Linked DNA regions of Sus scrofa: region 1 is linked to region 2. Evidence: chromatin contacts called from public HiChIP or PLAC-seq data. All regions are on one chromosome and are shown on one strand. Each heading gives the region's core, a stretch centred on a gene start, on an enhancer-like site or on the middle of the called end of the contact. The rest is flanking DNA. Distances are from core to core; before and after follow the strand shown.

Region 1 (4,845 bases), core at 871-3,370, 680 kb after region 2:
GAGGAGGCAGTCATCTTTCAATGTTTTCCTGAGCTTAAACAATTTCTTTCTGGTTTTTGTTTTTTTAAAAACATGGGACAGGGAGTTCCCTGGTGGCCTAGCAGTTAAGTATTCCCTATTGTTACAGCTGTGGCTCAGGTTAGATCCCTGGCGCAGGAATTTCTGCAATGCCTCCAGCATGACCAAAAAAAAACAAAACAAACAAAAAAATAGGATGGCACTAGAGATATTATTCTACAACTTACATCGTTTCTGTCTTGGGAATATATCCCGTAGCCTTCTAAAGTCCTACCTCCTCCTTAATGTCTGAATATTATTCCATAACACGGATGTTCCAAGGAACCAGTTCCATTAGTTCAAAATGCACACTCTTGCACACCTATCTCTAACAGTGTTTTCTGTAGGACAGATTCCCTGAGATGGGATTAATGAACCAAGAGTACATACTGTTTAAATTTTAGTAGACACTGTCAATAAGTTACGGCAATTTACACTCCCATCAGGCTTCTTCCCACATCCCACCTATCCAGTACTCTATCCATGTATTGCGTTTTGTTGATTAACTTGATGGCAAAAAACAAAACAAAAAAAAAAACCCCAGCTATTTCATTTTTTTTAATCTCTCAGATTATAAGACTGAGTAACTTCATGTTTACTGACCATCTGTATCTCCTCTTGTGTGAATTAATTCTAAACACCCTTTGCCCATTTTCTACTGGTTCTTGGCTTATTCCTTATTTGTTTGTGGGACCTATTGTACATTAGGGATAGTGACTCTGGGTTCAATGCTGTACAGATAACTGAAGATTTACGGCTTTCAAGACTAATATGGAGATCCTGATGTGGCTCAGTGGAAACGAATCTGAGTAGTATCCATGAGGACACAGGTTTGATCCCTGGCCTTGCTCAGTGGGTTAAGGATCCACATTGCTGGTGAGCTGTGGTGTAGGTCCTAGATGTGGCTCGGATCTGGCGCATTGCTGTGGCTGTGGCAGAGGCCTGCAGCTACAGCTCCAATTCGACCCCTAGCCTGGGAACCTCCATATGCCGGCGGGTGCGGCCCTAAAAAAACAAACAAAAAAACCTATTAAAACTACTTTGAATAAAAAAGCATAGTTAATTAGGTCTTTTAAATATTGCCATCAAATACTATCCTATTAGGAAAGTGCAAAACAAGAAAACACCACAAGGAAATGGTAAAGTGTTTAAAGTTCAGGTTCCAATGAATACCCCCTTTTCCACAGCAGGTGTAAACATGATTTCCTTAACTACTGTGGGATCAGCAACATTTTCCCAGCTGGGAGCTCACTTATGCGAGAAATCTCACCACGTCCCTGATGAAAGACAACCCGCAGAATTCTCACGCGCAGGGACACGCTGCAGCCCCCTTCACCTGCCACTGACATGGCAGCCGCCTTGACACACCGCGGCTGGCCTCAAGGAGCTTGCACATGTCACCGACGGCCCCAGAGACACCCCGAGAGTCCCCTCGAGATCGCATCGCGGGCGGTGGCCCCGTCCTTCCTGCACCCTGTCCACCCCGCCAGGGTCCTCTCGAGGCAACAGCCGTCCCCATCGCGACAGGAGAGGCCACTGCGCGCCCAGGTCGCAATGACAGGCACCTAACCTGTGGTCAGCCTCACGAGGAAACCCACCCCAGGCTGCCAAGCGCCCTTACCCAAGCCTCTGTTTCTCCTCCCTGCTCATGGGCGCGGCCCCCGCCGTCCACACGGATGTGGCTGACACCAGACAGAGCGCGGCCGTCGCCGCCACCAGGTTCCATGGCGCTCGCTGGGGGACCCGAGACCCACAGCCCCTGCCGCCGCCGGCTCCGCTCATGGCCCCGCGGTTCCGCGCACGCGCAGCTGCTACGCCCGGCCGGTGGGACACATTGCTGGACGCCGGTGGCAAAGGGGCTGCGAGCCGTGCGGAGGGCGGGATGCGGAGGAACGCGAGCGGTCGCCGTCGCCGAACGGTTTCCCGAAGCCACCGAGCCGGTCCCCAGCGCCAGCGCTGCCACCGCCCTCCGCCCTCAGCGGCCCAGAGCGCCTCCCCCAGCTTTCCGGTGTCGTAGTCTAGGAAACCACCTCCCCCGACGCGACTTCCGGGTAGGGCCCCAGACGCTGAGCCTCAGGACCAATGGGGACCGGATCAGAGAGGGGCTGGCTCCGGGGACAGGAGAGGGTATTGGCCAGCAGAAGTGAGACGTGGACAAAAGGCGGGACTGGGGAGGGACCTCTAGCCTCGGCCGTCCTCCGACCCGTGAACTTGAGACCTGAAAACTACCGGTCCCAGCGTGCACTGCTCCCTCCTCGGAGCTCTCGCAGTTGGATCCGCCGGGCTAAAATTCCGGGGTGGGCGCGCTGCACCCTGGGACATGTGGTTCTCCGAGGGGCACGGGCGGTTCCTGCGATCTGGCTTTCCCTGGCGTCTTGCACCAGCCCTCCCTTTGTGGGTTGCATAGTTCCCAGGAACCTGTCAGCTCTTTAGCCTTTTTCCTGCAAATACATTTCCGTGAGTGCCGGCTAGATGAGGCTCACATGGCCTCAGGTCCGTGCTGCACGCCATAAGGAATAGTAGTCCCTAAATGCATACGCTTTTGGAGTTGTCCTCTGCCCTCACCGAGATTGCAAAACGTTAAAGGCAAAAATGAATCGAGCCTTTGACGGCAGTGTGCTGAGAGTTTTCCTTGTAATCGCTCATGTACTCTTGGCAACTTTAATTGGTAAGTACCCCGGTCCCATTTTGCAAACGAGGAAGCTGAGGTCGGAGAACTTAGGTTACAAGCCTCATCTGCTGGGTTAGATTCCAACCAGCTTCTGTGACTCAGAAGTCCTCGCATGTAACCACAAGGGTGAAATGAAGGAGGGCAGGGGAGGCCTCGCACTTGCTTAATAATAGTTATCTTAAAAGCTCAATGTAAGGAAAATAGTGTGAGCTGCAAAGAACGTTTAATAAAGATTGGAAATTGCAATTTATTTTGATCACCCATTCCCACCGATTCACATTGGTAAAATGAGAATTAGGTTCCTCTTGAAAATACACATCGTTTTTCACACGTGGTAATTGAGTGGGTAGGTGTGGAGTTTAGGAGCTTGGATTTGACCTCTATGACCACAGGAAATTGCTTTCTCCTCGTGCCCTCAGCAGCTGAGCTGCCTTTCTGGAAAGTTTCTTCCTTGATTTCTATCACCTTGCATCATCTGCTTTCCTCTCAGACGGACCATTCAGGTGAGATCAATGAATCCTCCGCCTTCATGCCCCCTCTTTGCCTTAAAATGCAGGTGCTTCCTGCATTTTAAAGTGTTTATGTGTGTGCGTTTTTTTCTTTGTACTCTATTCCGTGGTGATTTCTTCCACTTATATGGATTCAAGCATCATATCCCTGTGGTTGATATACATCCTGATTTCTAGACCCACTTTTCCTCCTCCCTAATAGAAATTCCCAAGAGTAAGCTCAAAAGTCATGTGTTCACTGATTCAAATTAATGTCAGTATCATCTTCAACGCATCCTGCTCCTCCACGGTCTGTGCCCAGTCACTTGCCAGTTAGATAGATTCTACTTCTGCTATCACTTTCTTTCTTTCTACTGCTTAGTTTAAGCCTCCATTACCTCTTTCCTGAACTATCACGATGGCCTCCTAAATTATTTCCCTGCCTCCCTAACTTTTCTCTGCATTGCTACTAGAGTTGGCATTTGAGGACATCTACAAACCCCTTGAACACATTATATCCCTTCTACCCCTGCCCTGCTCTGAAATCCTGTGGGAAAACTCACAGGTTCTCATGGTAAATCCTTTTCGGTGCCTTTGCTCACTATTCCCTCTGCTATCCCACTTTTTCTGTAGAATACTCACTACCCATGACGTCTGACTCAGATTCCATCTCCGAGGAATCCTTCCAAAACCTTCCAGCTATTAGACGTCATCCTCCTATTGTATTGTGTGTCTTTATTATTGTGTTTTTCACAGTCAGCCCTGTCCACTAGTTTGTGACTGCTTGGAGGGTATTGACTTTAGCTTATTTCTCTGTATGTTCCAAAACTCATCACTGTGCTTCTGTTAAAAATAATAAATGCTGGATATACTTGTTTCCTTATTCCTTCAGTTTCGTGTCTATAAAGTAGAAATAAGATGGTTTTTATCTACTAATGTGGAGGCTGTGAAAGCACAAGGCCACTTCTGTACAATGTTTAATTTTATCCTTTTTACAGACCTGCATCCCTATGTTGGTTCCATCCCGGATCCTCTTTGGCAGCTTTAAGTCACTAAGTCAATAATACCTGTGGATTGTTCTTGGCTCTGGCACAGAGAACATGGCCAGCTAAAGGTCAACACCAGTCATTCAGTATTTGAAAACTAGGAACAAAGAAAACAGAAAAATAGTCAGTGACCTTCAGCTATATTGAAATGTGGTCAATTATTTGTAGTGAATTATTGGCAATAATTCAATTTTCTTTGCCTTCCTGATGCTCCAAGCCTTTATAAGAAATCAAAATTGACTAGTAACTATCATTGAGAAACAATGTCTTTAAGAAAATTACTGGCTTTTAGTGTGTAGCATTGTCTGGGGATATTTCCCGTAGCTTATTTGTTTTCCAGCTAACATTGCATTTTAAAGTGTGTAATGAGAGCAAAAAACATATTCATAGTTGACTTAATAAGCATCTTTCTCTCCCTACTGCAATTCAGTCTCTAGCCAGTGGTTGAGTCCATTTTTCACTAATCTCTGCAAAACCATAAGGATAAAAGCTATGGCCTAAAAAGCATTGCAGCATAACATATCTAAGTTGGAGCCTGTGGAAATGAAAGAAAAATATGATCACAAAATGTATTTCAAAAAAG
Region 2 (5,119 bases), core at 674-3,173:
TCTGCCCCATTCTCTTTCTTTTCTTTTTCTGGTGTTTCATTTACAAGTGTGTTGGATTGTTTGATATCATGTAGCAGGTCTCTGAGGCTCTGTTTATTTTTTTTTAATTCATTTTTCTCTTTGTTGTTTACCTTGGATGATTTCTTGGACAATTGCTCTACCTTCAAATTCACTTAATTTTTATTCAGTAATTTCTATTCGGCCGTGAAATCCATCCAGTGGATTTTTTATTTACGAACTTGTAAATTTTTTTCTCTTCTGCAGGCCTCACCTGTAGCATATTGAAGTTCCTGGGCTAGGGGTCTAATCAGGGCTACAGCTCAGGACTACAGCACAGCCACAGTAAGGCAGGATCAGAGGGGCATCTGCAACCTATGTCACAGCTTGTGGTAATACCAGATCCTTAACCCACCGAGTGAGGCCAGGGCTTGAATCCGCATCCTCGTAGAGACTATGTTGGGTTCTTAACCGGCTGAGCCACAGTGGGAACTCCTGATATTTTAATTTTCAGTTCCATTTGATTCTTTTTTCTGCTGAGATTTTTTAGTCTCCTGAGAGTTTCATTCACTTAAAAATGCTTTGTTTTACTTCATTGAGGATAAGCTGTAATAGCTACTTTAAAATCCTTGTCAGTTTCAACATCTGATTCATCTCAGAGTCAGACTAGACAGTGTGATACTTTTCCTTGATTTCCATATGTCTGTAGTTTTGAATCGTATCTTGGACTTTATGAATGCTAAATTGTCAAGGTTCTAGACTCTATAGTTTTTCTATGAAAGTTACTTCCTTTGCATTAGCAGGTAATTTTCCTGGCTAAATTTGACCTATAAACTCTTTCTTGGAGGCCAACTCTAGCCTTAGTTCAGATTTTTTGTTTTAAACAGTGATTCTGTTTCAGGTGGTTTAGGATCTGTCAGAGATGTGTGCAGAGTTAGGGGATCCTCTCTCAGGCTCCTGCCCCTTTGGAGATTTCCTAGTCTCCTCAGCATTCAAAGGTTCCTGGCTTCACTTTTTGGATTCTCTAGGTAAGAAAAACTAAGAGTTTTCCCACACGCGCCCCTTCTGCCTTGGAGTCTGTCTCATGGACTGCTCTTAGCTCCAAGCTCAATGCAGAAGAAAGGGGAACTTACTTGTGTGGTTCCTTATCTGCCCTTCTCTGAGCAACCTGCCCTGGCCACCAGGCTTGGTCTGCTTCTGTTAGCATTCCAGGATATTCTGGAAGTTGCTTTTTGTATTATGCCCTCCCCGCTAGGAAGCTACCGGGCTAGGGGTAGAATAAGAGCTGCATCTGCCGGCCTACACCACAGCTCACTGCAACACCGGATCCTTAACCCACTGAGCGAGGCCAGGGATCGAACTGCATCCTCATGGATACTAATCAGGTTTGTTACCAATGAGCTACAATGAGAACGCCTATGCCCAATTTTATAGATGTCTTCTGCTGAGGGATAGTCCAGTAGGGTCTTAGTCTGTCATATTTGGAAGCAGAATTTCCATCCCTGCCTGGCACTTTGTCTCCTGAGAGTCATTTCTTGCCTTGGTTAATCCAACAGCCTCCTAAACCACTCCCTGCTTATACCCTTGCTCCTTAAGGACTCTTCTTCACATTTCAGGCAGAGGGATACTACAGAAACAGAAACTTGCAGGGTCTCCCCATTTCCTGACAGTAAATCCACAAAGTTTAAAATGTCCTGTTCTGCCTGTCTGAAACTCCTCCTCAGCCTTGGCTTCCACGTCACATGCTTAGGCTGGTTTGCATCCTACTTTTCTGACCACTCCTGTTTAGATTCAACAACTCGTGTTTACTCTTGCTCCTCTAATCCTGAAAGGTGGGTCCACCCTAAAAATATGGTTCTTGGCAGTCTGGTCTTTCTCCCTTTTATTTTCTTTTAGAGATCTCATCCACTTCCACACTTTAAGCTTACATGTCAGGGCTCCGAATGAGGCCTTCCTGTTCCCAGGAACTGGAGATCTGGACTCACTGCAGAAGGCGAAGAGACCCTATCCCTGGCTTTCTCAAAAGAGCGCACACAGCGCTGACGGAAGGTAAGTTAAAGGTTTCCGGCCTCGGGGTATTCTTCAACCTTCTTTCGGCCAGCATTTGCCCAGATTTGACTAAGCACCGCGCGAAAGGGGAGCAGGGAGAGTGCGTCCGCGCCGGTTCTAGCTGCGTGTTTCTGAAGATGGGACTGACCGCTTCTCCCGCCCGGCAGCATCTGCGCCCTCCTGCGCCGACGCAGCGCACGACGGGAAAGCGGAACCCAGATGCGCGCGTCCCTGCTTCCAGCCGGGCGCGGAGAGCCGAGCGCGGTGCACACGCGCGCCGCACGGCCGGGCATGGAGGAGCGCCGCGAGTCCCAGCCCACCGCCGGCTCTAGCGCTATGGGCCCGGGAGGCGAACGCGGCGGCGGCGCCCCCTCTTGGGCCCCGGAGGACGCCTGGATGGGCACGCACCCTAAGGTCAGGAGGCGCGAGAGAGCAGGGCACGGGTCCAGGCCCCTACCCCAGAGGGAACCCCCGGGCCGCGCTCCCCTCGGGGCTCTTCACTCCCTGGGGGGTGGGATCGCTGAGTTTCCACCCGAACCTCGCGGAAGGGGACCCTTTACGCTGCCCGCTGCAGGCGGTATTGTTTTCGTTTGTTTAAAAGCGTTGAATTGTTGTTCTGACCGCCCCCCCCCCCCAGGCTGGAGGGACAAAACTTTAAAATCCATCCTCCTCGCCGTCCACCACTAACATCTGAGTTGTGCTCTCTAGGGCTCTGGGCTCTTTCTCGGGCTGGTCTCATTTACTCCTCACAGTAAGCAAACTAAACAGTTTGTGGGCCATGGAAAAGATGTGGGAGTCTACAGTGTTTAAGGTTTAGGCACAGTCCTCGTTTGCTTCTGCTTGGCATATAGTTGCCTTTTACAGCAATGAATGGAAGTGATCGAAGACAAGGGTTTTGTAGGAATGTAGACGCTAGATACTTCGGTCTCGTAACTTTAGTAGGATTGCAGTCTTCTGCTAGAGAGCAGTATTTCATAGATAATCATCTAAAAACAGTGAAGAAGAGGAAAATCTTGAAGGTCTAGGTCTGAAAAAAATTAATCCCTTTTCTTTCCTTTTTTTTTTTTTTTTTTTTTTTGTCTTTTTGCCTTTTCTAGGGCCTCTCCCACGGCATATGGAGGTTCCCAGGCCAGGGGTCGACTGAAGCTGTAGCCACCGGCCTACGCCAGAGCCACAGCAACACCAGAGCCACAGCAACACCAGATCCTTAACCCACTGAGCGAGGCCAGGGATCGAACCTGCAACCTCATGGTTCCTAGTCAGACTCGTTAACCACTGAGCCTCGACGGGAACTCCCGAATTAATCCCTTTTCATCTTCTCTTGATTTTATCCTCCTATTCTGATCCTCTTATTTCCCCCTCAAGGTGAGAAAAACATTAACATGGAGATGTTTTTCGGTGCCAGAAAAAGAACCACAACACGGAGAGGGAGCGTGAACTCAGAGTCACTGAGTTTGAATCCTGGGTTCTGTCACCAGCTTTGTGACTTTTTTTTTCTTTTTTTTTTTTTTTGCTTTTTAAGACTGCACCTGTGGCATATGGTGGTTCCCAGGCTAGGGCTCTAATCGGAGCTGTAGCTGCCGGCCTGTGCCACAGCCACTTCAGATCCGTGCAGCGTCTGCAACCTATACCACAGCTCAGGGCAACACCAGTTCCCTAACCCACTGAGCGAGGCCAGGGACTGAAGCCTTGTTCTTATGGATAGTAGTCGGGATCGTTAACTGCTGAGCCACGAAGGGAACTTCCAGGTTTATGACTTTTTTTTGCTAGTTGTTTTATCTTGTTCCTCAGTTTTCTCATCTGTAAAATGGGCATAGGAACAGTACTAATCTTATGAAGTGGTTATGGGATTAAATAAATTAATAAACACTTGACATATAGTGAACACTACATAAGTATTTATAAGTGAAACATCAGTAGCAAGTTTTAAAAACCTCATCTAGATTTGATGGTATTGTTTAGTTTTCATACTTGGGGATTTTTTTTCTCTTTAAAGTTAATATCTATAGGTTCTAGCTGTTAAGTCTTTTCTCTTGGTTTTTCTTGAAGGACCTAATTGATTACAAAAAAGGGAAGAAAAGATATTGGATGTCTGCTTTTTCAGTTCTGCATTTGTATTATTCAGTTTGAAAATTAATTGGGTCCAACCAGTAACATAGTATTAGTTTTATCATCCTCAAACACTTTTTTGATTATTCCTATACTTAAAGAATTTCCTCATGGATAAAATTCAAACTTTTAGCTTGGCTACTTGGTCCCTAATTGCCTTTACAGTGTCATTTTGAAACACATTTGAGGTTTCAGGAGGACGTTTAATAACGCCCCTCTTTCCTGTTCCCAACACACTTAGGAGCACACTGATGGGAAGGCATGGCCTCAGAGCTGCACCTAGGCAGGTCTGTTGATGCCTCACCTCTGCATTAGCCCTGCTTCCTCACCTGGTCAACGGACACAGCTGGAATACCTGAGGCTTCTCCTGCAGGGCCGGGCCCCTGAAGAATGTTTGCCCCCTGCTAACCAACAAGACTGAAATCAGCACAGCTTGCTTGGTCCTTTCTTTAAAATCCAACAATTATATAACTCCGCACTCTTGAGTGAGCAGGGGTGGGGAGAGAGACCTAGAAGACTTCCTCCACAGGTTAAGAAGAGACCAGGGAAAATAGAGGCTCCCACTAACGTGTTCCAGTAAAAGTCCTTTTAAAAACTGTCTCTTCTCGCACAGCAGGTCATCGCAGTGGCTAGGGTCACTGTTTTGGCCTGGGTTTGATCCTTGGCTCAGGAATTTCCACATGCCACGGGTGTAGCCAAAAAAAAAAGTTTCTACTCCTTACAGATAGGTTTCTTTGTAGGCCTTTAGATATGTGATGCTTATTCCCGCCTTCACGTGGTTGCTCACACTTTTATTCTACGTTCTCTATTTACGCAAATCATATATTACATCCTTCAGGGCCCAATTTGCATCCCACTTCTGCCAGGAAGCATGCACCAACCAAGCCATCTAATTGGAGCTCCTTAGACCTATTGTGTCTTTTTTTTTTAATCCCACTCACTCAGTTGGTTTCTTTTTCTTTTT

What was found. HiChIP or PLAC-seq counts read pairs in DNA pulled down with a chosen protein or histone mark.
Region 1: an H3K27ac HiChIP or PLAC-seq map of skeletal muscle shows a contact between it and region 2, with 5 times the contacts expected there. The contact joins the promoter of EDEM3 here to the promoter of TSEN15 in region 2. A contact is called at or near these places in 1 of 5 promoter capture datasets (fetal skeletal muscle), 1 of 47 Hi-C or Micro-C datasets (heart right ventricle) and 1 of 2 datasets of contacts at active chromatin or transcription factors (skeletal muscle).

Annotation. Positions count from the first base shown.
Region 1 is chr9:125,980,953-125,985,797 of Sscrofa11.1, forward strand. It overlaps EDEM3 (ER degradation-enhancing alpha-mannosidase-like protein 3), which reads right to left and starts at 2,121. Exons shown (of 20, transcript XM_021102628.1): 1 at 1,679-2,121. The coding sequence starts at 1,839. LOC110262256 (a long non-coding RNA gene) reads left to right here and starts at 2,162. Exons shown (of 3, transcript XR_002347094.1): 1 at 2,162-2,725; 2 at 3,148-3,231.
Region 2 is chr9:125,298,866-125,303,984 of Sscrofa11.1, forward strand. It overlaps TSEN15 (tRNA-splicing endonuclease subunit Sen15), which reads left to right and starts at 1,924. Exons shown (of 9, transcript XR_002335966.1): 1 at 1,924-2,046; 2 at 2,214-2,460.